Regions from separate parts of the Mus musculus genome. Here region 2 is linked to region 1. A link is a contact called in public Hi-C data. All regions are on one chromosome and are shown on one strand. The core of a region is the stretch at or near the end of the contact, and the rest is flanking DNA. Distances in the headings are between cores, read along the strand shown.

Evidence for each region. Hi-C and Micro-C count contacts between places; a contact is called where the count stands out from the background.
Region 2: a contact with region 1 is called in a Hi-C map of the N1E-115 cell line, with 1.7 times the contacts expected there. A contact is called at or near these places in 2 of 484 Hi-C or Micro-C datasets (the N1E-115 cell line and stem cell-derived neural stem cells), 3 of 130 datasets of targeted methods (the NIH/3T3 cell line, embryonic stem cells and fetal liver) and 1 of 9 other capture datasets (embryonic stem cells).

Annotation. Positions count from the first base shown.
Region 1 is chr15:62,220,901-62,224,477 of GRCm38.p6, forward strand. All of the region lies in intron 2 of Pvt1 (Pvt1 oncogene), which reads left to right. Among named protein-coding and RNA genes, the nearest start is that of Pvt1, 180 kb to the left of the region's middle.
Region 2 is chr15:62,009,977-62,013,553 of GRCm38.p6, forward strand. No RefSeq gene overlaps it. Among named protein-coding and RNA genes, the nearest start is that of Pvt1, 26 kb to the right of the region's middle.

The DNA.
Region 1 (3,577 bases), core at 716-3,215:
ACCGCTCCATCCTTCCTGTCCCATCCCATCATTAGTTTGGACCTTTTTCTGAAAGTAGGAGGATGTGTTCTGGTATTGTATTCTGGGACACTCAGGCTAACGGGTCCTTACTAGTCATTCTTATCTTTGTGCTTCCTGACAGTGGGGCCAAGAGTCTCACTCATCACCATATCTCCACCTTCTAATACAATTCTGGGTATGTGCTTGATACACACTGTAGGGTGCATGAATGAATGGCATAAATGAAATAACAGACAGGCTGGGGATGGTGTTGAGAGGCCACCCTGGCTAGTTATCTGGGCTTGTGTTTCCGGGGGTCTTATCCCCTCTTGTCAGATTCGGGTCCAGGACAACGGTTCTATTGTTCACAGATAGCATAGCCTATCTGAATGCCTCTCTGGGCAGCCCTCTGTCACACCCTGAGCTCCTGCCCTATCTCTGGCCCCACCTGGTCCCCTTGCTGACACCCGTGCGGTGGGCCTGAGGAAAACTTTCATGTAGCCGGCATGACTGCTCCTTGATCTCTTTTCCCCTGTGTAAAAATTCATGGAAGAGTGCACCTGAGTCTCCTTCACTCTCTGCAGTTGCAGGAGGCCTAGATAATAGCTTCCATAACTCCTCAGTGTGACTATCAAACATACAGCTTAATCTCAAATATGGACGTTGTCTGACAGGTCCATTCCTATTCCACTCTGCCGTGGGATAAGCTGAGGTCCCCAATGACATCAAGGTCACATGACAGTAGTAAAAGAGACTGAAATTAGAACCAGCCATCCACCCTGACCCATCTTAGTCCTTTTTTCCATAAGTGGCCCACCCACAACACTAAATTTATTTCTCCTTTCTTACTTTCCTCACTTTCAAGTGGACCAAAGAGAGATTCTACAAATGTGATAACTCAGGATGGTTTTGAGTCTGTTATTAATTAACCGCATCTTGTATCCTTCATGTATCTGAAGGATATCTGAAAGATGTCTTAGGTACGGCCACCCTAAGGAGCTGAAGTAGCTCCTAGAGATTGCCTAGCGAAGGGCTGGGTAACTTCTCTCTTCAGTTTTATTAGCTGTGGTTATTGAATTGGGACATCTTTATAAAATGAAATGCTATATAGCTATTTAAAAGAGTCAGCTGGAAAGAAAAGTATATGACTTATGCACATATTAATTAGTTGAATTTAGACTTCTACAATGTGCATATATATATAAAATATGCCATATTATATATACCATATACCAATTATATATACCATAAATATGTGTAATTTTTATTTGTCAATTAAAATTGTTCAATTGTAGTTACTAATGGATCTTGGAGGCAATGCAGAACATGGTTGAAATAATCACTCTAAAGAATAGCACCAATCTTAGCCATGATGACTTGGCTTTTTTAAAGGAGGGTATAAAATAGCAGAGTGTGAGGTTCACTTCCATCTCCTCCTTAACACACAGCCACGGTCCCCCACATCAGCCATTCAATCTACTGCAGACACGGTACCCCTGTCATGTTCTGTTATCTCTGTCTCTTCGCTGACCTGTCAGTCTTTCATGAAGTCTAGTCTAGCACTGCTTACAGATACAGTGAGATTACCAGGGCCAAGCCAGAATGGACATGTAATGGATTGTCCAGGGATACGAATGAATGAACAAATGAATGAACGAATGAATGAATCAATAGAGAAGAGAGAATTTTCCCGCAATTTCTTTCTACCTTCTACTCCTTGAGTGCATGAAGCCAGTATCTAAGTCCCACTCTCCTCTCTCCCTCTTCTGGTCCCATCCCTGCCCCCTTCCTCTCCTTGAGTATCTTGACTCAACAAGGCTTCCTCATCCTTCCCAGGCTTCAGAGAAATCAGGAGCGGTGAATGATCGAAATGGACCTTTGAGATTACAGTGTGGAGCTGACATTGCCAGTTAAGCCTGGGCAGATCTGACTTAATTGATTTAGTTGTTGGAGCAGAGACAACCCAGAGGCTTGGATCAGCCTCCCCATCTGACAGTGTGCTGGTGAGTCAGATCTGTTGGGGTTTGAGTCTGTGCTCTGGGTACGGCTGCCTGGGTGACCTTGGCTGTGTTACTCACCCTTGTTGAATCTCAATTTCCTGATCTGCAAAAGAAGACTTAAGTGCGGCTTTGGAGGTCCTGGTGAGGATGAGCCTTGATAACGCTGGTGCAAATGCCCTTTAGAGACAGCAGGAGGGTGAAAGTGCTTATTGTGTGTAGAGTAGAGGAGGTTGCTGTCATTTCTCAGGGAGGAATCCCAAGGCCAGGTCAGAAGAGGTTATAATTTGACTCTTGTTCTGTTCGATGCACTTCTCAAACTGCCCAGGGTTTGCAGCTTAAGCGCATAAATTATCCTGCTCCAGCAGACCCTGTGTTCTGTAGTGAGCCATATGTTGGAGGAGATAGAGATCCTTATCTAGCAGAGTAATATTACCCAGCAAGGGATGACATTTCTTATCAGAGGCTGAGGAGTCAGAGATAGGAGCTTTTCTTTTCAATGGCTGCCAGACCTCTATGTCCTGGGCTGGCACGGTGGGTGGTGGGAAGGGCTTGATGCCTAGGAGTGGACAGCTGATGCTGTTGCAGGCATCAGCTGGCCTTCATCTCTTATGACAACCAGGCCTGCTAGGCTTGCCTTGTCAGAAGTGGGTCCTTTAGAGATTTTTGCATGTGGATGCTCTGATAGCGACTAGGCAGAGGGGAGTGAGAAAGGAAGAGGGGAACCTCATAATGGTGCAGGCCAACATTGGGTGGAGGCGGAGCCCCAGCCTGTGTCAGGCTCCCCTTTCTAGGAGCACAGGCAATCCCCTGCTGCATGGACAAAGCCTGGCTTTCTATGCAATGGCTCTGTAGGGTAGGGTATCTCTGTTCCTACTAAAACCAAGCTGTTGGAACGCTTCTATGCTCCTCCCAAGTCAGCTTCCTAGAGGCTCTGTGCCTTGTGCTCTGTCCTGGAAGTTGAGTTGTATGGATGCATCCACAGGGTGACTGAACTGTGAAATGCTCAGCTTCTATCGGGAGGACAGACCTGGAGTTTGTTCTCCCTCTGACACACTGCTGGTACTTTCCTAATTCAGACAGTATCTACACAGAAGGTCTACACAGAACGTGCCATCCCTGTGTTACTTGCCAAGTGGTCCCCTTAAAGCCTCAGTTTCTTTGTCTATAGCAGGATGAAGTGATGTCAGATCTTTCTATCTCTCCCATGACTAGTTTTGAGGGTCTCAATTTCAAGGCCATGGCTTTCTGAAGGAAAAGAGTTTATGCAGACCCCGAGACCTGTTCTGAGGAAAAGCTCACTGCAGATGGGGTACCATCATGGACCTGGTTGACTCCATGCTTTGGGAATGTGACTTGTATAAAAGGCCCACGATCAGGCTTCTTTCCTTCCTGATTTTTGGGAAGTCTTGTCCTGTCCTGTCCAGCTCTGCTCTCAAGTAATAATCTTGCTTCATCAAAAGGAAAGAGAAGTGGTTTTCTTTCTTCCGGGACCCCTTCCCATCAGCAGTTCCTCTCCCTCTGCTTCTTTCCTGGTAGCCCCACATCTCTGTTTCCATCTGTCTCTTCTCTCTCCGATC
Region 2 (3,577 bases), core at 710-3,209, 210 kb before region 1:
GACTGCTTCTCCTGGTTGACACGCTTGAACTTGTCCTGACGCTTCAGCTGAGCAAGCTATGAGAGCTGTGTTGGGAGGTAAATTCTGCCATGTGTCAGCTGTGTGGCCCTTTACTGTCTATGTGATTCTACTGGACCATCTCTGCTGAACTGTGTTTCAGGGGATAGAATGACAATGATTATATTTGGTCTCTTGAGAATTTTCACCAGGAGTATTGGCACATGCTTGTGATCCCAGCACTTGGGAGTCTGAGGCAGGAGGATCAAGACTTTAAAGACAGACTACTCTACAAATCTCAAATCTAAAAAGGAAAAAGAGAAAAGAAAAGAATAAAAGAACAAAAGTTAGGGGTTTTTTTTGTTTTTTTTTTTTTGTTTTGTTTTTGTTTTTTTACCTTTTGCTTGGTCTGACTAAGAAATGTCTGATTCATATTAATCACAATAATGACCAGCATGGCAAGATATCTTAAAAGTGTGATAGTGGCAGTCATATCTTGGTAGTAACCAATAGCTCTTTAATTGGATTGAAGGCCCACTAAACAGGAGCGAAATCTTGCCTGGTACTGAAAATCCAGCCAATTACCAAGGCCAATGAGATTATGTATCTTAGATGAGAACCTACTACTACCACTTACTAAACCAGCCTAATTCCTAACTACATTCCAAAACCTTCCCTAATATCCACAGACACATGAAGTTCTCATCCCTCGCCAAAGAGGCAAAGAGGCTCTGTAGCACATGGAGACCACTACAGAAAACTACAACTAGTAAAATCAGATAGCAACTGATCAGAGACTCTACTGCCCCATTGAAAACATCTACAAGGCAATTCCTGTGTATACAGCTCAGGGAACAGTACAGAAGGGAGAACAAATAGATTCTAACAGCCGGAAGCCCAGGAAGATTCCTGAGATTGGATCTCTTAGAAATAACAGGAAAGCTACACCCTACAACAACAACCTTGCTACCTGAACCTGGACAACACCAATAGACATGCTAATGTGGAAGGAGGAAATCTCAATGAGTCCCACCCTGAAATGGTTACCTACAGGAAACTAATGCCTACTGAGAAGGGAGAATTAGTCTTCCACAGAAATGAGGCTCTACTACAGACTGACCAGTGCTGAAATCACACACAGAAGTAACACTCAGTGAACTCAGCAGGTTGTGTCTATATATGCATGCATTTTTTTAAAAGGAAAACAGTATGAATTCCAGAAGAAGTCAAGGGCAGAATGTGGGAGGAGTTAGAGAAACTGGACATGGGAAGGGTTGGAGGGAAGAAGGGGAAGGTGGAGGAAATGATTCAATAATATTTCAATTCTTTTTTTTTCTTAAACTAAAGCATAAAAAATAATTGCTTGGTTACTTAAAATACACAATTGTGCAAAAGATACATTACTATATGGCTGAGGACATAGCACATGAACATCTTCCCAAAATGACACCTGAAGTCTACCACAGCAAGTAATACAGGAGACAGCACGGCAGAAAACCACAATACCATTTCTCCCATAGAGAGAAATGTTGATACCTGTGCCTTTCTCATCTTGCATGGGAACGAATACAGAAATGAATGGATACATGAAAGCCACCACCTCTAGGCAGTTCTGGATGCCATAACTATATACATTGAAAGTCTTTTGACTACCACTGAATGCTGTCCAGAGGAGAGGAGAGAACAATGTCTTTGATGACTCGGCCACTCATAGCTTTCAGCGTTGTTGTGACTTCAAAAACTCCATGTCTGGCTCTTGCTTCTTGAACTCCTTGTGCTGCATCTAATGTCAGAGCATCACTTACTGGGATAGTTAATGTTGTCAGCTTGCCAAGATCTAGATCACCCAGGAGCTGGGCCGCTGGGCAGGCCTGTGAAGAATCAGCTTGATTACATTAATAGAGGTGGGAAGACCCAACCACTAAGGTGACATCATTTCCTCATTGGTTCCTGGGCTGTGTGAATGGAGAAGCAGAACCTAACATCAGCAAGCATTGGTTTTTCTCTGCTCCTCAAATGTGGATATGGTATGTAACAGGCTGCTTCAAGTTCCCTGTTGTTGACATTCCTCCACAAGAAACTGTGACTTAAAATAAATATTTGCTCCTCCAAGAGTTGCTTCTGTCACAGTACTTTATCATAACAAAAGGAAATAATCGCAGACCTTAATTATTGCCACACTTTACTTCTCTTGCACCTGTTCCTGGAGAGTCACCAGGAAAAAGTACAGAGGGAATACCAAACTCACCTACCCAGGAAGTCCTTCAGGCTAGAACCACCATGGCTTCTTTGTGACCCAAGGGCTTACGTAGCACTTGTCTGCTTAGCAGTTGCTAAATACTTTCTTGCCATTTTCACTGAACCCAGGGAAACCAGGACATGGAATTGGATTTAGGGACCACTCCATGAGATGGGAAGAACATGAAATTAGAAAGGTCCAGCCAAGTGTGGTGGCCTATGCCTTTAAACCCAGCAATTGGGAGACAGAAACAGGATGGACCTCTGTGAGTTCAAGGACAGCCTGATATACAAAATGAGCTCCAGGATAGCCAAGGGGAAAAAACCTTGTCTTGGGAAGTGTCTTGGGTAGGGTGAGGGAAGTCTGAGAGGGAAAGCTACTACTATTATTCGGCTACAGGAACAGGCAATAAAATGACTCCTAATGACTTTAGTTACACCCATTGGATGGGTGCATTGCACAATCCTCACCATAGGATGGTTTCAATGGATGGACATTAGCATAGGGATCCACAACTGGGCAATCCACTGAGAGTAAGGGATTTTGAAGCAATCACTTCTAAATGGGCTGTCTTTCTCAAGCCCATCCTCTCTAGGATCAGAGATCATCAGGAAAGGAAGTGGAGAGATTATAAGAGCCAGAAGTAGTTGATGGTTGCCTTTCAGACACAACAGAACTGAGAACGAGACTGTGACGGCACACCCAGGACCTTCACATATGTAAACCAGACAGGATCGCACCACTTTGAAGGAAAAGGAGACACTAAGTCCCATGCCTTACCTGAGAAGCTATTTGCAGTTGATGCCCACCGAGAAAGGAATGTAGTTTTCTCCACTAGAGTGTCACTGGATCTATCAACCACGCTCTAGGATAGGCCCCAAGCCCAGGAGTTGTTGGCCAACACAAAATGAACTCCATGGGTTTTTGTTTCACTTTGTTTTATTTTAGTATTTTCTGTCTTACTGGTTTGTTGTTTTGATTTTTTGTTTGCTTGTTTTGAGAGAGAAAGAGAACATGAAGTTGGGTGAATAGGGAGATGGGGAGGTGCTGGGGGCATTTGCAGGAGGGGCAAATATGATTAAAATACATACAAATACTTTTTGTTTTCCTTTTTTATCTTTTGTTTGTTGTTTTCTGAGACAGGGTTTCTCTGTGTAGCCCTGGCTCTCCTGGAATTAGCTATATAGACCAGGCTGGCCTGGAGCTCAGAGATGTGCCTGCATCGAGTGCTGGCATTAAAGTTGTGTCCCACCACTGACTTGTGAAAGGATTTTTAAGTTAAAAAAAAAAAAATCAAAAAAAAGGTAAGCCTGCTTTTGCTTTGGGTTGAACTGAAAGCGA